2 separate regions of the Mus musculus genome follow, and region 1 is linked to region 2. The links are chromatin contacts, called in public HiChIP or PLAC-seq maps. All regions are on one chromosome and are shown on one strand. Each heading gives the region's core, a stretch centred on a gene start, on an enhancer-like site or on the middle of the called end of the contact. The rest is flanking DNA. Distances are from core to core; before and after follow the strand shown. Region 1 has its middle 21 kb from the start of Gm11412. Region 2 has its middle 130 kb from the start of Mpdz.

Region 1 (3,962 bases), core at 1,123-3,622, 200 kb before region 2:
GGATGTTTGTCAGGCCACTAGGTCACACAGTTAGAAAATGGTACTGGATCCTAAAAATCTACTCCTCCCTCCTCAGTTACAAATTTCCTATCTTGACTGGTGTCTTCTGACACTTCACTGTGAGTTCCTTCCCTCTGAAGGTATGGGTGAGAGAATTTCACATCAGCAATCCCGAATACCCTTTGTGGAATGGCACCCATCAATATTGCCAGGCACAAGAGGCTTTATCCTTGACTGAGATAAAAGTTTCTCTCCTCTTGGCCACTGGTTTATCTTTGGGTTCAGCCCTCTAGCAACCCTTATGAATGTACAACGAGACACCTAGAACAGCAAGGCCACACAAATCTAACTGTGAAGCATGTCATGCCCAGAGCCTGCCTAGAGCGCTGCTGCTGCTGCTCAATGGTTCTTCTTGGTGTGAGGGCAGACATAAGCTCAGTTTGTAAGTTTTCTGTCTCTGAAAAATCCAGAGGGATCATCCTGAACCTGGGGTTTATATTTTATTGACAGGACTATGGTGGAGCAACTTGTCTCTCATGCATCTGTACCTGGCTCTGGGAAACTGCATTTTACTTTTGATCAAATGTGGTTCCCAGCACCAACTTGCCATTCATTGGCAGAAATTGGATGATTTACTTAAAACGTTTTCGTTCAGTGCCATGGCAATGAAATGAGAATACCCAAGTATTTGTATTTGGTTTTAACCTAAAGATCAGAACACTTAATAGTTCAATTTGAGCTGCAAATTCTTAAAACAGCAATAAGGAATCAAATCCAAAAACAAAAAACAAAAACAAAAACAAAACAAAACAAAACAAAACAAAACAAAACCTAATAAAGAAATGAAACTCAAGAAGAACAAAGACCAAAGTGTGGACACTTTGCCCTTCTTAGAAATGGGAACAAAACACCCATGGAAGGAGTTACAGAGACAAAATTTGGAGCTGTGACGAAAGGATGGGCCATCTAGTGATTGCCATATCCAGTGATCCATCCCATAATCAGCTTCCAAACGCTGACACCATTGCATACACTAGCAAGATTTTGCTGAAAGCACCCAGATATAGTTGTCTCTTGTGAGACTATGCCGGGCCTAGCAAACACAGAAGTGGATGATCACAGTCAGCTATTGGATGGGTCACAGGGCCCCCAATAGAGGAGCTAGAGAAAGTACCCAAGGAGCTAAAGGGATCTGCAACCCTATATGTGGAACAACAATATGAACTAACCAGTACCCCGGAGCTCTTGTCTCTAGCTGCATATGTATCAAAAGATGGCCTAGTCAGCCATCACTGGAAAGAGAGGCCCTTTGGAATTGCCAACTTTATATGCCCCAGTACAGGGGAACGCCAGGGCCAAAAAGGGGGAGTGGGTGGGTAGGGGATTGTGGGGGTGGGTATGGGGGACTTTTGGGATAGCATTGGAAATGTAAATGAGGAAAATATCTAATTAAAAAAAACTCCCAAAAAAAAGAAATGAAACTATATTTTTAATTACTTTAAAAAATGTGCTAGCTTTCCAAGTGAACAAATGAATTGTACTTTATATCACATAAGTATGTTTATGACACACACATCTCAAAACATATTTAAATTTTATGCTTGAGTTATAAAATATGTACACATTTGATGAAATTTTTCATTGAGCACATTTTGCAAATTTCAATTTGAAAGTACTCCAGTTGAAAATAAAAAGGGCACAAATAAAACCCAGAAAATTGCAGCAAAGGATGAATCAGGTGGTAATACGTCTGCTAGGAACCACATGCATTTCTTGACCAAAGCTACGAAGGCCATCTCCAGGAGCTTCGACTGCCTCCAGGGCTCCCCTTGCCTAACTCGACTGAATTTTCTCTTTGAATACCACGTGCATCTCCACTACTTCAGGGCACCAGTTGTCCAAAAGCTAGAGGTTAGGGAAGGGCAGCTGTGTGTAGAGGTGTGACAGTCACTTTCTGTAACTCACTGCACCACCTTCAGATTCAATGCAACCTTGAAAACTAGCTTGGAGATAGTGTCTCCTTTCATTTTAAATGCCCTGGCCTTTGTCACTTTACACCAGATCCATAACACCATTTTAAGGAGGTTGTGTTGTTTTCTTTCTTTGGAGGCAAGAGGTAGGAAGAACTGACTACTATTTTGAAGCAAACCACTGTTAACCTTGGGGTTCTCCCTACAGTGGACATCCATTCCAGCAGGCGGTCCACTCCTTCAAGACTCAATTTGGAAAAGTGCTTTTAAAAGCCCAGCGTTGGCCTGGCCCTTTTGGTTGGATTTCTGTGGAAATTTTCTTAGTAACCATTTTCAGCTGAGGGAGTTCCCAGACAATTGTAAAGTGGAAGCCCTGCAGGAGGAGGGGAGGGCTGCTCCTGTGCTAATTAAAACAAAGGCTGCTTGTGTAAGCGGGCCGGCCTGCTGCACAGGGCTCACAATGCAGGGGCCTCCCAGGCACCAGCTCCTAAATCCGCCGGGACTTTCATTTCTAAATACAACTAAAGGAATGCTCCTTTGTGCATTCTATTTTCCTTGCCAAAGTGGAAGAAGGTGAAGCTGTCCAATGTTTGCTTTTGAATGTGGTGTGCCCAGCCGCAAGGCAAAGCTGTCCTCACCAAAAGCAGGGCAGCCTAGGGTCGCTTCCCAGTACAAGTGAGCTGCTAGGAGTTCTTGCAGATGGATACCTGGCTCCACTGGAATTTGCTGTCACTCTGAACTCAGGTGTTTAAGCAGAGATGGCCTTGTCATTCGTCTCAACAGCGGACAGGCTTCAGATCAGACCTGGCCTCAGCAAACTCCCCTATGCTCCGGGTGCCTACAGCAAAGTAAAAATCCCGGTGCCCCGTGAAAAAAAAGAAATGAAGACATGCCTGTGCTTTGTCTTCCAGACTTCAGAAGCTTCCCCTGTTCCGTAGGTCACATGGACTTTATTTCAAGCCTGCCCTTCAGTGTAGTCGTCCCTTTACAGCTTTAATGGCTGTTCTGTTTCCTTGTCCATGATTATTTTACAAGCCCTTTTGCAACTTGACATGCTTTGACACAGCCTGTAGAAATGTAGCGTTGTACCCGATAGTACAGTAAGTCCAATGCCAAAGAAAATGGCTCGGGAAGGGAGCAGGGGGCCACAACACTTGAAAAGAAGAATCTTGGGCAAGACAGTCAACGTTCTTGTGACTTTCTGGAGTTTTCCAGTGTGAGTATCTACAGAGTTGAATGCCAAATTTGATTTCAAAGTTTTACAAGGTTTCATTCCGGCTAAACTAATACTTGGCTAGGTCTCCTCCCTCCCTCTCTCTTCACCCTCTCCCTCCCTCCTTCCCTCCCTCCCCTTCCTCCTGCCTCTTCATCTTTCTTTCCTCCCTTAGTCCCTCACTACTTCATCCCTCACTACCTACCTCCCTCTCAAAGCAGGCTTGAAAGACAAGGTACAGCATCCGTTTCCAATTAAAAGAATAAAAAATTTTAAATGTCTCCCTCTGGGCCTGGTGCTGAGCCAGGTGAGAAAATGGTGGGTGTGGTTGCTGAGAAAGCAGGGAGGTGAAAATCCTCCACTGCTTGAAGTCACTTTATACTTGAGAGGGCTCTCCTCCCTGTCCCATTAAAAAACAAAACAAAACCCCTAAAGCTGTGATATCTCTTTATTTCATTTGTTTTCTTTAAAATTCATTTCCCTCAAAATGCTGCTAGTTCCCGTGGACCCTGCACTTAACTCCTATTTTCTCTGTATCTCTGACTTTCGTTCATTCCCACAGGGGTAAATATTTGACATCTAGCCATCCCCTGGGGTGGCAGACCATTGCACTAAACACAGAGTGGTTTCACTGCACCAAAGTCAGGCTCCAGGGGATAAACAGACATCCATAAATAACCGCTCAGAAATAGTCTAAGGAATATGTTCGGCCCAGAAATCCTGGCTCAGGGTAATCTGTTTTGTTTACGTGCATAAAAGTTTTCTTTGTCTGGATCTGC
Region 2 (3,865 bases), core at 741-3,240:
AGAATATAGGAATCCGCTGAGTCTAAGACAGTGCTCAGAAGAGGGGACTCAATCAACTTCTGCAAACTCATGCTGAAACAAGGTATGTGATGCAGTAATGGCTGGAGCTGATAGTTGCCACATACAGGCAATCAAGGGAAATGACAACGCTTCTTGAATGACCCAGTCTTTGTTTGCGTTTGCTTTTCTGCTTTTGTTTTTTGTTTTTGTTTTTGTTTTTGTTTTTGTTTCATGTTTTGTTCTTTATAGGCAGCCACCGTCATTTCCAATGAATCCTTACTGGTCCCAAGTCACTGCTAACACTGACCAAGTTTTTGTCTCTCCAAAGTCTATTATCTTTTCTAAAGAGCAAGCAGTTTGGGAGCTGTCCTGCTTTTATTTACAGTGTTAGGGACCATGAACAGTCCAAGTAGAGAATACCAATCATAGGTGACTGAATTCACAGCAGCGGCTGGGAGGAATCCAGTAACCACGAGAAAATACATAAGGTCAACAACATTCAGGTTCTCTCTACCAGCTCCAAGGGCCTGAGGTCTGCTTCAGCTGCATATGTGCTCTCTCTCTCTCTCTCTCTCTCTCTCTCTCTCACACACACACACACACACACACACACACACACACACACACACACACTCACACGGTGCATCTCGAGGTGCTCATATACTTTTATCCACCAGGAGTTATACCACCTGCCAAATCATACCTCATCTTCCAACCTTGTCACCCTAAAGCGAAAAGGATTTGTATTTTCACTCCAGCCCATAACTGGTAGAACCTTATCCCATTTCTGCTTCTCTTTACATTCATTCTGCCAAATCCGTGTGGTCTCTCTCTGACATTCTCTATCAAACTGAAGAGATTGTGTGAGGTCAGTGACACAGAAGAACTTGTGTTCGGGTTTATAGGGAACCCGAAAGCTGGAGAGATGCAAGGAACTCGTGAACTCACAAGAAGAAAGAAAAGCAAGAAGGTGTGTGGAGAGAGCTCACGTGAACAGCAGAAATAGATGAGATCATGCCTGGTGGAGTGAGAGAACAGGACTGGGATTTGCTTTACCAGGTTGTCATTTCCAAGATGAGTAACTCTTCAGGCTTATTTTTCTTGAGGATATTAAAAACTTAGTGAAACGGATGCTCAGATTCTAATTATAAATAGCAGTTACAATAAGCTCAGGAACCCAGCTAATTCACATAACCCTCTAGAAGCATCCGTTAGGCAAATGAATGTGCTCTACCCAGTGTCTGTAGGTCCGTTGCATTGAGTCCACCTACAGTAAGGAATAGAGTAGCTTCTCTTTCTTGAAGGGTTATTTTTTTATTACTAATTTAACTGGTGTTAAACTGGTGAGCATATGAGTGTCACTACAATTTGGAGTTCGGTTCACCAAAGTATGTTTTTGTACATTGATGGCGAAACCGAGAGATCTGTTCTCCCTGCAATGCTGTGAGATGCTGGGGGCCCAGCAGCTTTTTCAGCTCACAGCAATGAAGCATGTACCAGCAGAGTGGGCTGCTTGCCTTGTCGGAAAGAAAGAATCTTGGGAACTCTCTGTCCTGCTGGAGTCTATGGCAGCAAACCGATTTTAACATCCCTTTTCACCAAATGAGATTTTTTTTTACTTTTTCAGATTCCTAAATCATGAGCCAAACTCGTATAAACCATTCAATATGTCATGGAAGACCTCCACTGTAAAATTACTATGTTGAATTTCCAACTTTTTTTGTGTGTGTGTGTGTGTGTGTTCAAAAAATTTAAAAACACAACAAAACAAAACATTTCTCCAACACCAGAAACATGATCAACTCCAAATCCAGAAAGATTTACAAATGCCAGAACATGGTTATCTCCCAGCAAACATACCATTTCTTTGTTTCATAGGACACTAAGGATGAATTATTCATGAGACCTGATTTCACATGCTTATTGTGTCTGGTGGCAAAGTCCCCGCCTGCTCAGCCTCGGGAAAGCTGGGGCCTCTCTGCTGCACAGGGCATGGTGCCATCCAGGGACCAGCCATGTGCTCACGAGTTACTGGAGCAGGGCAGGCAGCTCCAGTGGTCTCAGCTGTGCAGACAGCTGTTTGCCCACCGTCTGTGATGGCAGAAATGTGTGGTGGGTTTATCCTGAACAGCGTGCTCCCCCACCCCCTCAACCACACATGTGCTAGCAGGCTCTTACACACACACACACACACACACACACACACACACAATTCCATGCTGAGCATCCTAGTCTCCACCATCACCAGAGGAAAGAGAAGCCCCGAGATTTGGAACCCAGAATGAGCAGTTGACAGGAGTGGAGAACAACTCCTAATCTTACATGCAACACTGTTGGAGGAGTGTCTGTAGCCTCCTCCAGACCCAAGTTTCTCTTGTCAATTTGGTATCAAAAGGTTTGTGCATGCATGAAATTCAAAATGATTTATTGTTCATATACTGCTTTATTTAGTTGCTTAATAGGTTGATGGATGTGCAAAGGTCCTACATAAAGCAGAGGCCTCTTTTTTTTTTTTCCCAAAAGGAAAAAAAAAGTAAAGAAATAGATTGCCACCAGGAGTTTCATCCCATAGTAAAGACAGCCCTTCTAAGCTGGCTTGTGTTTGTAAAGAGTTCCCTTTGTCTCTTGCCTGCTACCTATCTCTGATATTTAGTAGTACACAATGCTACTACACCTTAGACACTACGGGAAGTGACAGGGATGAAGAGAACAAATATCCGGAGTACACCCTGGAGTTCTTTCTAAGCTCCATCCAATCTGTAGTAGGCAGTTCTTTCTTGGTGGAGCTTGGGGTAAAACAGACTTGCCCATCTCCAACAACAGAAGTCATTAGCATCCCATGGCCTCCCTTCTCTACGGAGAGAGATGCAGGGAGGGAAATCCTCTATGCTGGCTTCCTCCGTTGTGCCTCTTATCATTTGGTTCTTTTGCAGACACTGGACTACTTTCATTTTATAAGGACGCACTCCTCCCCAACTAGCATAGGTAATAAAATGAAATTCTCTAAAAACGTGGAAAAGATGGCTGTCAGAGAAGTTCCACCAACCTTTTACTAGCCTGTCTTGAATTTTATTTATTACTTCATTAGAGGTTCTAATATTTTGATTCAGTCTTGGTGAATAGGAGTCAAACTAGGGAGGGGCAAATTTGTTTATAGCAAGTGGCGGTTGAATTTGTGCAGAACTCTTACTCGATCAATGTTCCGTGCAAGCGACATTTGCACAGGCTCTCTGTAACCTCTTTTCCAAACAAACTCTAATTTGACATAATGCAGTGGAGAATGGCACCAGTCATCGGCTTTGCGTCAGAAACGCATTTTATTTGGATTCAATTCAGACTTAACGAACTGGTTCCCGTAAATGCAGCAGATGGGATTGAGGCAAATGGAACCCTGTGTGGGGCCTCACGCCCGGCAACCACGGCTGCTCCCCTGCATGCAAGCCTTCCCTGAGCTAGTTGGTTAGCTAGTTAGCTAATTGGTTAGGCTCATTCCAGCTGAAACTGGGTTTATAATTTTCAGAGTTCTCTTACCAGTCCACCAAACTGAGGCTTGAGAAGTGACAGTCCAGCAAAAGCCGCTAGATAACGTCCTTCTCTCTCTGCCCCACTGATTCGTGTGAAGAACGTTGCCAGAAGATGGCCCAACGGTTTATAAAGTTGGCAAAGCTATTGCCAGACCTTTTCTTCTAAAGGTCAATTAAAAATGCTAGCTGTACTGTAAACAGAATTCTTCATAGAAGAAGACCACACGGTACCCAGAGTGGTCTCTTAATACAAAATATCAATTCGATTTTCCTCAGGAGATTCACTCTCCTTTTGCAATGCAAATATTTTCAAGTGTACTAAACACGTTTTAGCACCTCAA

Evidence for each region. HiChIP or PLAC-seq counts read pairs in DNA pulled down with a chosen protein or histone mark.
Region 1: a contact with region 2 is called in an H3K27ac HiChIP or PLAC-seq map of neural progenitor cells, with 4 times the contacts expected there. The contact joins two enhancer-like sites. A contact is called at or near these places in 2 of 484 Hi-C or Micro-C datasets (brain and cerebral cortex) and 4 of 115 datasets of contacts at active chromatin or transcription factors (astrocytes, neural progenitor cells and stem cell-derived neural progenitor cells).

Annotation. Positions count from the first base shown.
Region 1 is chr4:81,762,886-81,766,847 of GRCm38.p6, reverse strand. No RefSeq gene overlaps it. Among named protein-coding and RNA genes, the nearest start is that of Gm11412, 21 kb to the right of the region's middle. Within about 2 kb of position 2,372, at least 69 of the 459 cell types and tissues checked have an H3K27ac peak or open chromatin away from gene starts, as enhancers often do. A contact at or near this core is called in brain, cerebral cortex and neural progenitor cells, where this site is marked.
Region 2 is chr4:81,566,271-81,570,135 of GRCm38.p6, reverse strand. No RefSeq gene overlaps it. Among named protein-coding and RNA genes, the nearest start is that of Mpdz, 130 kb to the right of the region's middle. Within about 2 kb of position 1,990, at least 35 of the 459 cell types and tissues checked have an H3K27ac peak or open chromatin away from gene starts, as enhancers often do. A contact at or near this core is called in brain, cerebral cortex and neural progenitor cells, where this site is marked.